Regions from separate parts of the Arabidopsis thaliana genome. Here region 2 is linked to region 1. Evidence: chromatin contacts called from public capture Hi-C data. All regions are on one chromosome and are shown on one strand. The core of a region is the stretch at or near the end of the contact, and the rest is flanking DNA. Distances in the headings are between cores, read along the strand shown. Region 1 holds the start of CSLA02 (cellulose synthase-like A02). Region 2 holds the start of MGT10 (magnesium (Mg) transporter 10).

Region 1 (6,464 bases), core at 2,210-4,709:
TCTCTTATGAATTAACTTTTAAACCCCAATGAATAGTTAGTTAATAGTGATGATAATCCACATTCGACATGATTAACGCAGGGGATTATTGTTTGTTTTAGTTATTTCATTATTTGGCTCAATCTCGGGGAAAAGATAATATGTTTTCGATATCAATTTCATTTAAAAAAGTCAAGTCCAAAGTTTCGGCTTGCACAATATGCTTTTGTAGAACTTTGAGGGAATGTCCTCAAAACGAGTTTGATCACATAGACGACGTACTATCAATAATTCAATACCCGGTTTCTGTAAAGTAACACTAGAGTTTAAAGTGAAGATATATAAACATTTTTTTACAGTATCAAAGTATCAATTTAGTAAGTAGGATTAACGCCCACTTTCTATGAAAACTAATTATTCATTAATAGTTTTTTTCTTTTCGAACTAAGAAAAAAAATGAAATGTTAAGCTCCTATATCTTTGCTAAAACCACAATCATTGGCCGCTAGAGCATTAATTAGAATTTTCAAACAGTATTACCCTGTTTGCAAAATAGGTTTAGCCCATTTAACACTCGCTACACTCCTAATAAATCCAATCTAGTATACAATAAGTTTAACCAGAGACCAAATTAGTTTCTTTATAAACTGTATAGACTATACGAATTATGTTAGATTTGTCTACATCACCATTTATGTTAATGCTATGTACTTTCTCATTGTGGTGGTTGGTGTAAATTAAATATATGTATATACCTAATATTATCTTCTTCATGGCCGATCAAGGAGTTAGTATTAGTAACCCTCTTTTTACATCCAGGAGTTAGTAACTTCGAACCAAAATATCCATGAACAAATTATAGGTTTTAAAGGCTTGGTCAAATTCAAGGTCGAAAGGTCAAGATCAAGATATAATGTAAGGTGAATTTTTATGGTGCATATGGCTGACACTGTTAAATTTTTGTAGTATAGTATGTAGTGTTGAATATTAAATTCGCGTAACTAGAAATGGTCAAAAGTCATGTAAAAGAAAGTCAGTTACGCATGCTAATTTCCAAAATTTCATACATAAAACTAAAGAATCATTTAGCTAATTAACGTAGACATGACCTTACTTCTAAGATTATATCTACAGAAAAGAAATGAAAATTTTAAGAACCAACTTATCCTAGTCATCACTCAAACACGAGATTGTTGCCTTGCTGAGCCACTTTTAAAATCATCCTATCGAACAAATTTCGTGTTATATGTCTTTTCTGAGATAAAAGAAGCAAAAAAAATTAATGACACAACTTTATCGTGAAAACAGTTGAAGCATCACCTGAAAAAGTGGAGTAATAGTCCGATTAAAAGACACAAGGTAACTATAGTGAGGCTACTTATGTAATTACGAACCATGATACCACTTTGGACGAACCTAACCCTTCATAATTGCTCGTAGTTGTGGCAGCGCAAGGCCTTCTAGTCAAAGCAATGTCTTATTATTATTTATAGAAATATAACTCTCACTTAAACATTAAATATCATAGACGAATTCTCAATGTATATATTATTTTTAATGTATGTAAAGCTAGATTGGTTGCACTCAAAAAAAAAAAAAAACAGATTGGTTTCTCTTTTACAGAAACGTTTTTGTATTGTTTTCTAAACTCTTTCGAAAACTTGTTCAATATTAAAAGAACGAGCATTTTTTGTATCTTTTAAAGTTGTAAATCGCTCTAAATGAATAGAGAAAATGTAACTTTATATTCATGGTTTTTCTCTGAATAACCAAGAAGTCTTAACTTTTAATTGAATCTCGGATTTTTTTTTCACATAAAAGACCACTCCATGTTAATACGTCAACATTATGTCGGTACTTAAACCAGTGACATTAAAGACTTCCTCAACATTGTATTTTTTTCATTATGGGTACTGAAAATTCGTCAATTCAACAACGGTATATAATCAAGTAGGATTATTTTGGTAGATAAAATATCATAACAGCAAATAACTCTATACTCAAATGCATACAAAAAATACACAAACCTAAGTAAAATATCAGAACGCTCAAAATAATACTAGTATGGGGTGCAACTGGCAATATCCGATCCATGGAAACTGGCAACTTGGTCTGCAGTCTGCACTCATGCATGTTATGATAAACACTATACGTATATAGATTTTTTTTTTCTTTTATTGCGAATTTGGGCTTCGACCTTATTCTTCCTAGGTCCGACGCCACTATTTAGTCCTTTTCTTTTAGAAATACTTCTCCTCCCAAAAGGGTTTGAACCACTACCATTCCATCTCCTAAACACATTTATCATTGCTAAAGAGTATATTAGATTGTGTTCTGCCTTAGAGCATCCACAACAATAGATCCAAAAATAAGGATCCAAACAAGCTTTATCATTTTAATAAAAATAAATTTACAATTTAGACATTTGAAAGAGATCTATATTTAAAGTATGTCCAATGGTAGATCCAAAATAGAGAGTCTAAAAATTCAAATGTTTGAAAAAATGTGTCAAATTGTTTTATAAAGAAATTAATTATGTCTAATACAAAGACATTCACCAACCAAATTGTGCCACATATGGGATCCAAATCAGTTATAAAGTATACAAATTTGGATAAGTCTAATGTTTTTCTCCCGTTGAGGTTGATCTTTCTCTCATCAAACATATGTATTTTCCTAATTAAAGTATTGAAATATTAAGAAAAGATACCACACCAATATTCTAATAACAATGTATTGTGTTTTGATGATTTTATTAACACCTATGGATAAACGGCATTTTATATATATATATATATGAATTTTTATGTCTAAGATGAAAATCTATATCTATATGTAAGATATAGATTTATATGATAGATCTAGTAACATGTTGTTTCATATGATGTTAATTCTTTTTTTTTTATAGGTACAAATCAAACTTAAAATTACTTTCATTTATTTTTGTAAGAAAAACAATGATCTAAACTTAACCAAAAAAAGTTGACTAATCCCAAAAAAAGGATGATCAAACTTAAAATTATTTTCATGAGAGTAAATTGACTAATCCCAAAAAAAAAAAAGGAGTTAAAGTGAATTCACAAGGTTGACAAAATGAGTTCTAGAAAGTTGACCTATAATAAGTAAATTGTTATAAAAAGCTGCAAAATCCAAAATCCCATAAATGGTAAAAAGTTAAAAAAAAACGCATAAAATCACTAATCACTAATCATTATTCAACTGTGTATAAAAGGATATCATTAGGATAATAAATTCATTAGAAATCTATATCTCTCTCCCTTCTCTTCCCATTGGGCAGGCACAGATTCTGAAATAACAAAACACAGAAACTGAAAAACCAAAATCTCCTCTGTTGTTTTTTACCAGAAATTTCATTAACTGAAAAAATAGAATCTCATAAAGACACAAACAAACCAAATGTATTTTTTCTTTCTTTCTTCCTTTTATTTCCTTTTAACCTTTATTACTCTCTAAAAAATCTAAATAAAAAATCAATCAAAAAAAGGAAAACAATCTTACAAATAAATAAAATAAAGTAAAAAAACAAAATTATCACCATTTATATTCCTCGTTTATCCTTCTCTTCCTCTTCTCCCTTAAACCACATTTCTCCTTCTGGCTCTCTCTCTTCCTAAGTTTCCTCTCTCTTTAGAACTGTAGAGAGAGAAAAGCCTCCATTTTTCTCAAGGCAATCTCTCTCTCTCTGCCTCATCTCATAAACCCATTACACCAAAACCTCATCGTAGAGAGAGAAACACACCAACCATTGTTACACTCTAAGAGAAGAGAAGAGAGAAGGAAAAATGGACGGTGTATCACCAAAGTTTGTGTTGCCGGAGACATTCGACGGCGTGAGGATGGAGATCACAGGCCAACTAGGCATGATCTGGGAGCTTGTAAAAGCACCAGTGATTGTCCCTCTTCTTCAATTAGCTGTTTACATCTGTTTGCTTATGTCTGTCATGCTTTTATGTGAGAGGGTTTACATGGGAATCGTCATCGTCCTCGTCAAACTCTTCTGGAAAAAACCAGACAAACGTTACAAGTTCGAGCCCATTCACGATGATGAAGAGCTTGGTAGCTCCAATTTCCCCGTCGTCCTCGTACAAATCCCCATGTTCAACGAACGAGAGGTCGGTTCTCTGTTCATTGCTCTGTTTTTCCTCTGTTTTTCTCTGTTTCTCGTTAAAGTTATAAGTTTTTCGAGAAAAGTAATCTCAGATTTTACGGAAGATAACTTTTCCCCACGTATTCATATTCCTCCGCCGTTCCAAATCCCGAAACGGCGAGAGTCGTGACGCATATTTATTTATTGTTCTCTGTGATTTTGGGTTTTTATGATTAAACCTATAGTTTAGGGGTTAACTCGTAGTAAATCATTAATTAGTGGACTAAAAGTGAAAAAGTTTGACAAAGAGATTTCTTTTGCTTCCCCGTGATTTTTGCCGTGCAGGTTTATAAGCTATCAATAGGAGCGGCGTGTGGACTTTCCTGGCCGTCCGATCGTCTCGTGATTCAAGTGTTAGATGACTCTACAGATCCTACTGTTAAGGTATTATTATTATTACTTAGTCCATTTCACAAAAATATAGGTGCATTATTTTCCTCCAATCAAATTAGATTTTTTACCATTTTTTTCAAAAGATATTTTCCTTTATTTAAAAGAGATGTAATATTTTCCTGTGGGTAAGAAAGAAAAGGGGAAATATTAATAAATTTGTAACATTAATAGATAGATTTTTTTTTTGATGTGTGATTTAAATGAGATACTCAAAATGTGCAGCAAATGGTGGAAGTGGAGTGTCAAAGATGGGCAAGTAAAGGAATCAATATTAGGTATCAAATAAGAGAGAATAGAGTTGGTTACAAAGCCGGTGCTTTAAAGGAAGGACTCAAACGTAGTTATGTCAAGCATTGCGAGTATGTTGTCATCTTCGACGCCGATTTTCAGCCCGAACCTGATTTTCTTCGCCGTAGCATTCCTTTCCTCATGCACAATCCCAACATTGCCTTGGTTCAGGCTCGATGGCGGTTCGGTAATCATTTCATTAATCATTTATTTCAATATAATCTTAAATTTGATAGTAATTGAAATAGCTTGTTGATTGATCTAACTAATAAGAGTGGTGGTTGATATGATAGAAAAATGAGAAAATTGACTTATGATAATGTTGTGCAAGTGTCAGGGTCAAATACTACTGAATCGGTGTCTTTGTTTATGTTCTATGAAAAATTTAATGTTGTTTAGATCATTAAATGTGAGCTCGTGGTTTTGGTTTTTGTTAGCTACATTAGTGGTGTCGGTGGTATATGCCCTTCACTGTTTTTTCATATAAATAATATTATTTTTATGTTTTATCGACTTTTGCTTTTTCTTGCATACTTTTTTTTTCCTTATTTATTACCTTTATGTTTTGGCTTTTTGAAATGGTCTTTTTCTTCAATTTTGTAATTTTCGTTTCATATGAAAGTATTATTGTTTCCTCAATATATATTGTCTGATTGAAGAAGTAGGGTTAGTTCTGTTTGTGTCGGCGGAGTAGCTGCACTAGTGTAGTGGGTCTTATTAACCAACTAAAATAAGCCACGTGTAAAAACCGTTGTCCTTGGTTTACATTAGAGTTAGGTACACCTTACTACACTGGATTAAAAACCAACTCTTGTCTTTGTAATTCAACCGGGTCGGATTAGTTGCGGAATTCCGGGTCAACGGATAAATTATGCTGACGTCATGTCACGTTTCTTATCCACTCCGGAATTTCGGATCCGTCGGTCAATGAAAATCGAATCGGTTTAAATTCGGTTTAATGAATCGGGTTCGGGTTTGTAAACTGGTCGTCTTTAGAAATTGTCGGGTCTCTGATACATTCCACGTGCTCTTTGCCTTTCTTTAAATGCTAAGTGTGAGGCCCATCTTTGTCAGTATTAGTAAAAGTCTTGTTAGTATACAGTTTGTGTATCGAGTCTACTGTGGACCTGCGTTTCTCTTGCCGACACTTGGTAGTGTATACTCTATAGTTTTGATTTTGTCTTTATTATTTTAAGCATGAGTCCAAGTTAGTGAAATTTAATAATAGAAAGCTATATGACTATGATTGTTTTATTAAAGCTAAAAACAAAAGAGAAGGACGTTACTTCCTGATAGTGCCACATTTGGACGATTCTCTAATAAATAATTAAGATTTAATTGAGCTTTGTTTGTCTTATTAAATTGTATGTTTTTTGGACTAATGTTTTAATCCTTTGTTGTATACTTTTGCAGTAAATTCTGATGAGTGCTTATTGACGAGAATGCAAGAAATGTCATTGGATTACCATTTCACTGTTGAGCAAGAAGTGGGTTCATCAACACATGCTTTTTTCGGCTTCAACGGTAAACACAAACATTTCATTATTTAGTAGTAATGATTACTAAAAACATCATTAAATATTTCATAAACTAATTTTTTTAGGTGTTTGGCTAGTAAAAATATTGTTGTCTATTG
Region 2 (6,252 bases), core at 3,678-6,177, 67 kb before region 1:
TGTATGGTTTTTGAGTATTTGGGAGATAACCTCTTGTCGGTTATCAAGTACAGTGATTACCGAGGGGTTCCTCTTCATATGGTTAAAGAGATCTGTTTTCATATCTTAGTTGGTTTGGATTATCTTCATCGTGAACTTTCTATTATTCATACTGATATCAAGCCGGAGAATATTCTGCTTTGTTCCACTATTGACCCTGAAGCAGATGCTCGGAAATCGGGGATTCCTCTTGTTCTTCCAACTGTGAAGGACAAGGCTGTTCCTGAGAGACCAGTTGAAAAAGAGAAACCTAAGAGTTATACGTATAGTGCGGATTTGACTAAGAATCAGAAGAAGAAGATCCGTAAGAAAGCTAAGAAAGTGGAAGGTTCAGAGGAAAATGAGAGAGACTCTTCTAACTCTGAGGCAAGACCAAATGGAAATGCAACTGTGGAGAGGTTGGAAGAGAGTTCTGAAAGAGTAAAAGATGCAGAGAATGTTAGTCAAAAGAGCCGGGGAAATAGGAGAGGAAGCCAATCCACGAGGCAAAAGTTACTTGCGGATGTTGATCGGAAATGCAAGTTGGTGGATTTTGGGAATGCTTGTTGGACTTATAAACAGTTTACGAGTGATATTCAGACAAGACAGTACCGGTGTCCTGAGGTTGTTCTTGGCTCAAAATACTCAACCTCAGCGGATATGTGGTCATTTGCTTGCATTTGTTTTGAGCTTGCCACCGGAGATGTTCTATTCGATCCTCACAGTGGTGAAAACTTTGAGCGAGATGAGGTATATATCTCTTATGTGATTTCTCATACTTTGTGAAAAAATAAAATCGTTTCATGTCGTTTGTACTCAATTGTAACACTAATGGACTTTGGTTTCAGGATCACTTGGCATTGATGATGGAGCTTCTCGGGATGATGCCACGAAAGGTAAATCCAAAAACACAGTGTTCTCTTATTTATCAATATCAAGAATAGAGCTTTTTAAAGGGATTTTGTTAAATGTAGATTGCATTAGGTGGACGCCATTCGCGGGATTTCTTCAACCGACAGGGTGAACTACGGCACATCAGGCGGTTACGGTTTTGGCCACTTAGCAAGGTCTTAACAGATAAATATGACTTCAGCGAGGAAGACGCAATTGCTATGCAAGATTTCATCACTCCCATTCTTCAATTTGTACCTGAGAAGAGACCGACGGCTGCTCAGTGCCTAACGCACCCATGGTTGAATCCGGTCCCTAAATCACTGAAACCGTCATCGAGTCCACAAAATCCCAAAGAAGAAGAAGAGGAAGCGTCGGATGAGGATAAAGATAAGGAAAAGGTTGAGAGGGAAGCCATGGAGGCAGGTGTTGGAAATATCGCCATTGATGGCTCGGAAAGAAAGACCTCAGCAAGAGAAGGTCGTCAATCAGCTCGTGATCTTCGTACTTAAGAAACAAATATAAATGCCTGAAAAAGTTTTGTATTTGTCTTTGAATTTCTTCTCTGGGAATCGAAGATTTAGATACTGTATTGTTTTTTATCCCTTTACTCTCGAAAACAGTTTTGATAAACCCTATATTTGAATTTTCATTTGCTTTCGAACCAGTTTATTAAATGATACATTGATCTTACAACATTACCAAGCAATGAGGACATAGCACACAAGTCACTGGGGTTCAATGGAGACCACAACAATAAATATTTATCAGACATTTGATGAACTCACCTCGCTCTAACTACTAGTAGGGGCCTAATGCCATAATGTAACTGTGATGAATGAAATTCACTTTCTTCACGGATTTTAAACCTGTAATATTTACGTATATTTTGAGCGCTCTTTATCAAATTTAAAGGGGATATGGAAATGGGAAGAAGAAGAAACAGGTTTACCTCTTCTTTCGTCTTTTAGGATTGAAGGTTCAAAAGATTTTGCGTCTACTGAGATAGGAATACATGAGAAAGAAGGCGACTGCAGCGCCTATGATGATTCCACCCGTTGTTAGCCAGAATGCAGACTGCAAAACCCGAGATGTTAATGGTAAAATGATGGCACAATAGTTGTAAATATGTGGTTGCTTGATGAGGACTTACAGCTTGTTCTTCAAGATAGGACCTCAAGTTCATGCCGAATATACCTGCAGGTACCCAAAACAAAAGGTATAAGCCATTTACAATGAACAGGGGAAAAATAGGATTTGTTGGCTTTGAGATCATGTTCATAGGGAAATGGTTCTTTGTAGTCAAATTCAAATAGCACATATGTAATGGAGAATGTGGACACTCCGTTCAATCTTGGTAGTTGGTAGTTTAAATGCAAAGGCTCTACTATAGTTCAAAGGTTTCAGAGAAAGCGGATACAAATCATCAAAAGTTTGTGAATATACCTGCGATGAGAGCACCAACTGCAACACAAAATGTACCGACCTGAAGAAGCAACTCGAACCTGCTGACCTCAAGCCTCCGAGAACTGGAAACAAACAATGGACCATGGTAAGAGTGCCTAAGAATTTAAGAGAAAGGAGTATTTTGTTATCTTCAGTACCTTAGATTGACAGCAATTGAGTCTTCCATTTCCTTTGCAGAATCCAGAAGTCTTTCTGCTTGTCCATGGCATGACTCACATCTGCACATACGAAGCCATAGAGTTTCACTACATAACAATGAAACATATCAGAGTGCTTCAAGAGCAAAAGTCAAGACCTTTGCAGATAGTTCTCCAAGAGCATTTCGATTTCCTCCTCTTCTTCTGCACGGAACCAGAAAAAGAAAATGAATCTCGTTAAATTCATCTGTTTGTGGTGATTATCATGGAGGAAATGTTTGCAGTCTTACCCTCAGCAATCAGCTTATCTGAGGGTAATGTACACTCCAAATCATCGTCTCCTCTTCTAAGTGTGCAATTTCTTCCCATGATGCATATGCGGCGTATTTCATGGGGATCCTCTAAAAGATCCAGGAGCATTTGTCTAAGAGCTCCAGCTCGGGAGCCCAATTCAACCTTTAAAAAGTGTATAAAGAAAAATTCAATACAAAAAACCGAACATTGAGTTCTCTGAAGCGAACAACTAACAAGAATATACATACATAAACAACTAAATAAAGTTTACCAGTCTTTGTTTGCTAATACGAAGTTCCTCCAATATATCGGCAGTTAAGCGGTTGGGTAAAACCTCAAGTAGAGCTTGGACCTGAACCAAATGGAAGTAATATAAACATTAAGAGCAAAAAGAATGATCTTTAAAAGCCATAAGCCAATGTTTGGAAAAAACTACAGGGTTTCATGTCAGAACATATAAAGGATTTCATTTTAACGCCTCAGCTCTTTTATCCTATGCTCAGTTCAAACTTAAACTTATAGCAAAAGGAAATGCTTTGTGTGTCGAAAATGGCAGTTTCATCCTCTATAGCACGAATCCGTTCCTTTTAAGATCTAACTTAGTCATGGAGAAGTCCTAGTCTAGCAGTCAAAGTGAAGAAGATCTAACTGAAATATACTCACTAGCTTTTCATACTCACACGGGGTTCAATGTCCATAAGCCTTTGCTCTAATCGTTGTATCCTTGAGATTAGCGCCGATTCAACAGCCTTCAATAAAGCCAGAGTAATGAAAGGTTAACACCAAAATGATTGGAATTATAACAAACTCAAGTTATGCAGGGCTGAAGAGATAATATTTATAATCTTTTATCTGTGTACAAAACATATATTTCTACATAAACAAATCATCATCCAATCAAATTATTTATGGGCCAAACCAACCTCTAGTTCAAATGGCATAGAGGGTCCTCCATTCATACTTCTTGGGTTAAGCCGAGGCATCAATGTATCTACAAAAGCTCTTCCTCCTCTCCTGAAAATATTTTGGACTTACACCAGCGATACTAGAGAAATTGATCTGAAGAAAAAGAGATATACTGCGACCAAGATTACCGGTTATAATCAAATATAAGGACACGGTCTCGCATGGCTATTGCTCTCAGGGAGCCCAAATTTAGCAGAATCGCATGTTCACGGACCTAAATAACATGTAAGAAAAGGTCTCAACATTGTCATATAGATGGTTCATCATACACATAACTGTAGAGAAATGATAAGTTTGAGCTATATATATACCAATAGAGATGGCACTGAGTTTGTCATAAACAACGAAGGATCAACGCTTCGTATATCTCTTGGACGAAGACCTGATTAAAATATTAGACTTATCATAGAGAACTACCAACATGACGATCATCAAATGTATAAAATAGTTAACTATTGTTTCAGTCACCACTGGATTTAAGCAGCTGTCGTCTGTTAATCTTCCTTGTAGATATTGCTCCAGTCGCCTTCACTTCCACAACCTTCATAAAGTTACAAACTTTGATGAGATACAACAAGTGACAGTTTCATCCAAAGCTAATCAATTCAAACAGAATCCTAAATATATGACTAATTGACTATATGAACATGCAATTCAATAGTTCATTATATCCAGAAGAAACCTCATAAACCGGTTCACGAATTCCCAGAGACGTAGAGTCACTTGATGAAGAAGAAGAAGAAGAATCGATCTTCTTTGAATCATCTCTTCCTCCTCCGTTATCTCCATCACTACTATTACTGTCACTACCATCGTCGTCGTCGCTAACGTTAAGGGATTCGTAATCGCCGACGAAATCCTCGGCGGTTGTCGGAGACTTGGCGAAACATTTCGATCTCGATAAAACTTTAAGTGCCTCGAAGTAGATCGGAGTTCTACTCAACGCAGATAACTGGAGAGAAAAGGAAGGAGAAGATCCAGGAAGAAGATAATGGAGAGATGGAGATGGATATGGAGAGTGATCGGAGAAGTTGAAGAGAGAAGTGAATGTTGAAGGAATTGGAGTTAACGCCATTGTTGGTTTGGTGCTGGTGGAACGAAGAAGCTTTGGTTATGGAGATTTTTAGCTTTAAGGATAATTTTACCAAAAAACTAAAAAAGTAAAAACAACATCCAATTTGTATGACTTGTCACTCTCAAATATTTCCGAAACATCTAATCATTTTTTGGCATTTTTACAAATTAATGTGTTTTTAATAATAAATTTTTGGACAAAACAATAAAATAAATAAAGTGAAAACTTTATAAAAAATATCAAAATAATAATTTACCGTGTGTATTAATTTATAGAATTTTTACTGTATATATCAAATTATCTCTATCGAAGTTTTTATTTCTTACAAATATTTCTGTTATTTCTTAAAAAATTTAATTTTTTCCAAAAAATTATTAAATAGAGATTTGTTTTGGATTAATGAATAAACAATTTATGGTAGTTGACCGTTAATTTTGTGGCTGAGGCTTTTCTTACCCACGATCTTTTCACCTGTGAATAATCTGCCACCTGTCACCGAGACTTATTTAACAGTTGGCAGATTTTTGTGGTTCATTCAAAATGGGGGTGTAATCGTCTATTGAAAAGATTAAGGTACTTTATAAGAGAAGTAAATTATGTAGGTGTGAAAACAAGACATGATTTAGTACAAGGACTATTTTGTAAAACAAGTAAAGCGGTGTTTCGAATTTTCTGGCGAGAGAAGAAGAGAAATAAGGGCAAAGGAGAAATTAAAAAACCAGAGAGATTAAAATGGAAGACGATGAAGCGACGAAACAGCGAGGAATACTTGAAGAAGAAGAAGAAAATTTTACTGGAAGAAGAGAAGAAAGTGAAAACGAGTTTCCCTCACATCATCCTCCTCCTCCGCCTGATGAGGTAAATTTTGAGCTTAATTTGCTCACTCTTCGTTGTTGTTGAGGTAGTTTCATTGTAGGAAATTGAGCGTCAATGGTACTTTGTGCAATTAGGGGTTTTTAGTTGGCTATTTAAGAGTAGTTTTTGGATTTAAAGTTGTGATTTTTATTTGTGTAGAGAGTGATGTTTCTTATTTTCTGTGTTGTGCAGTTGTTTGACATTTCGACTACAGTTGATCCTAGCTATCTTATTTCACTGATAAGGAAACTCCTTCCAATTGATTCGGGAAGTGACGAACGACATAATGATCATATGAATACGGATAATGTGGTTCAAGGTGTAGTAGCTATATCTGGAAATGGGGTTGTTGAGACTTCCAATGGTGATCCAGAGAGCATGGACATTGGAGATAATCATGATGAATCCACTTATGAGGTGGGGGAGACGGTTAGTTCATGTCCAGCGCCGGGAATGCAAGACGGGTCATCGGCATGGGAAGATCATGGTTGTGTTTTGTGGGATCTTGCCGCCAGTAGAACTCATGCTGAGCTAATGGTAAATGGATTT

The links. Capture Hi-C pulls out chosen DNA fragments and counts their contacts.
Region 2: a capture Hi-C map of seedling shows a contact between it and region 1, with 1.8 times the contacts expected there. The contact joins the promoter of MGT10 here to the promoter of CSLA02 in region 1. A contact is called at or near these places in 1 of 26 Hi-C or Micro-C datasets (root) and 1 of 3 other capture datasets (seedling).

The regions. Positions count from the first base shown.
Region 1 is chr5:7,557,185-7,563,648 of TAIR10.1, reverse strand. CSLA02 (cellulose synthase-like A02) reads left to right here and starts at 3,459. Exons shown (of 9, transcript NM_122180.3): 1 at 3,459-4,112; 2 at 4,433-4,531; 3 at 4,763-5,015; 4 at 6,242-6,352. The coding sequence starts at 3,783.
Region 2 is chr5:7,626,272-7,632,523 of TAIR10.1, reverse strand. MGT10 (magnesium (Mg) transporter 10) reads right to left here and starts at 4,927. Exons shown (of 14, transcript NM_122188.3): 1 at 4,456-4,927; 2 at 4,242-4,314; 3 at 4,085-4,155; 4 at 3,902-3,987; 5 at 3,731-3,821; 6 at 3,488-3,556; 7 at 3,079-3,159; 8 at 2,804-2,969; 9 at 2,672-2,717; 10 at 2,514-2,594; 11 at 2,356-2,438; 12 at 2,063-2,106; 13 at 1,862-1,986; 14 at 1,531-1,778. The coding sequence starts at 4,848. The coding sequence ends at 1,891. AT5G22820 (ARM repeat superfamily protein) reads left to right here and starts at 5,487. Exons shown (of 10, transcript NM_122187.3): 1 at 5,487-5,706; 2 at 5,896-6,240. The coding sequence starts at 5,581. It overlaps AT5G22840 (Protein kinase superfamily protein), which reads left to right. Exons shown (of 4, transcript NM_122189.3): 2 at 1-768; 3 at 867-914; 4 at 993-1,807. The coding sequence ends at 1,421.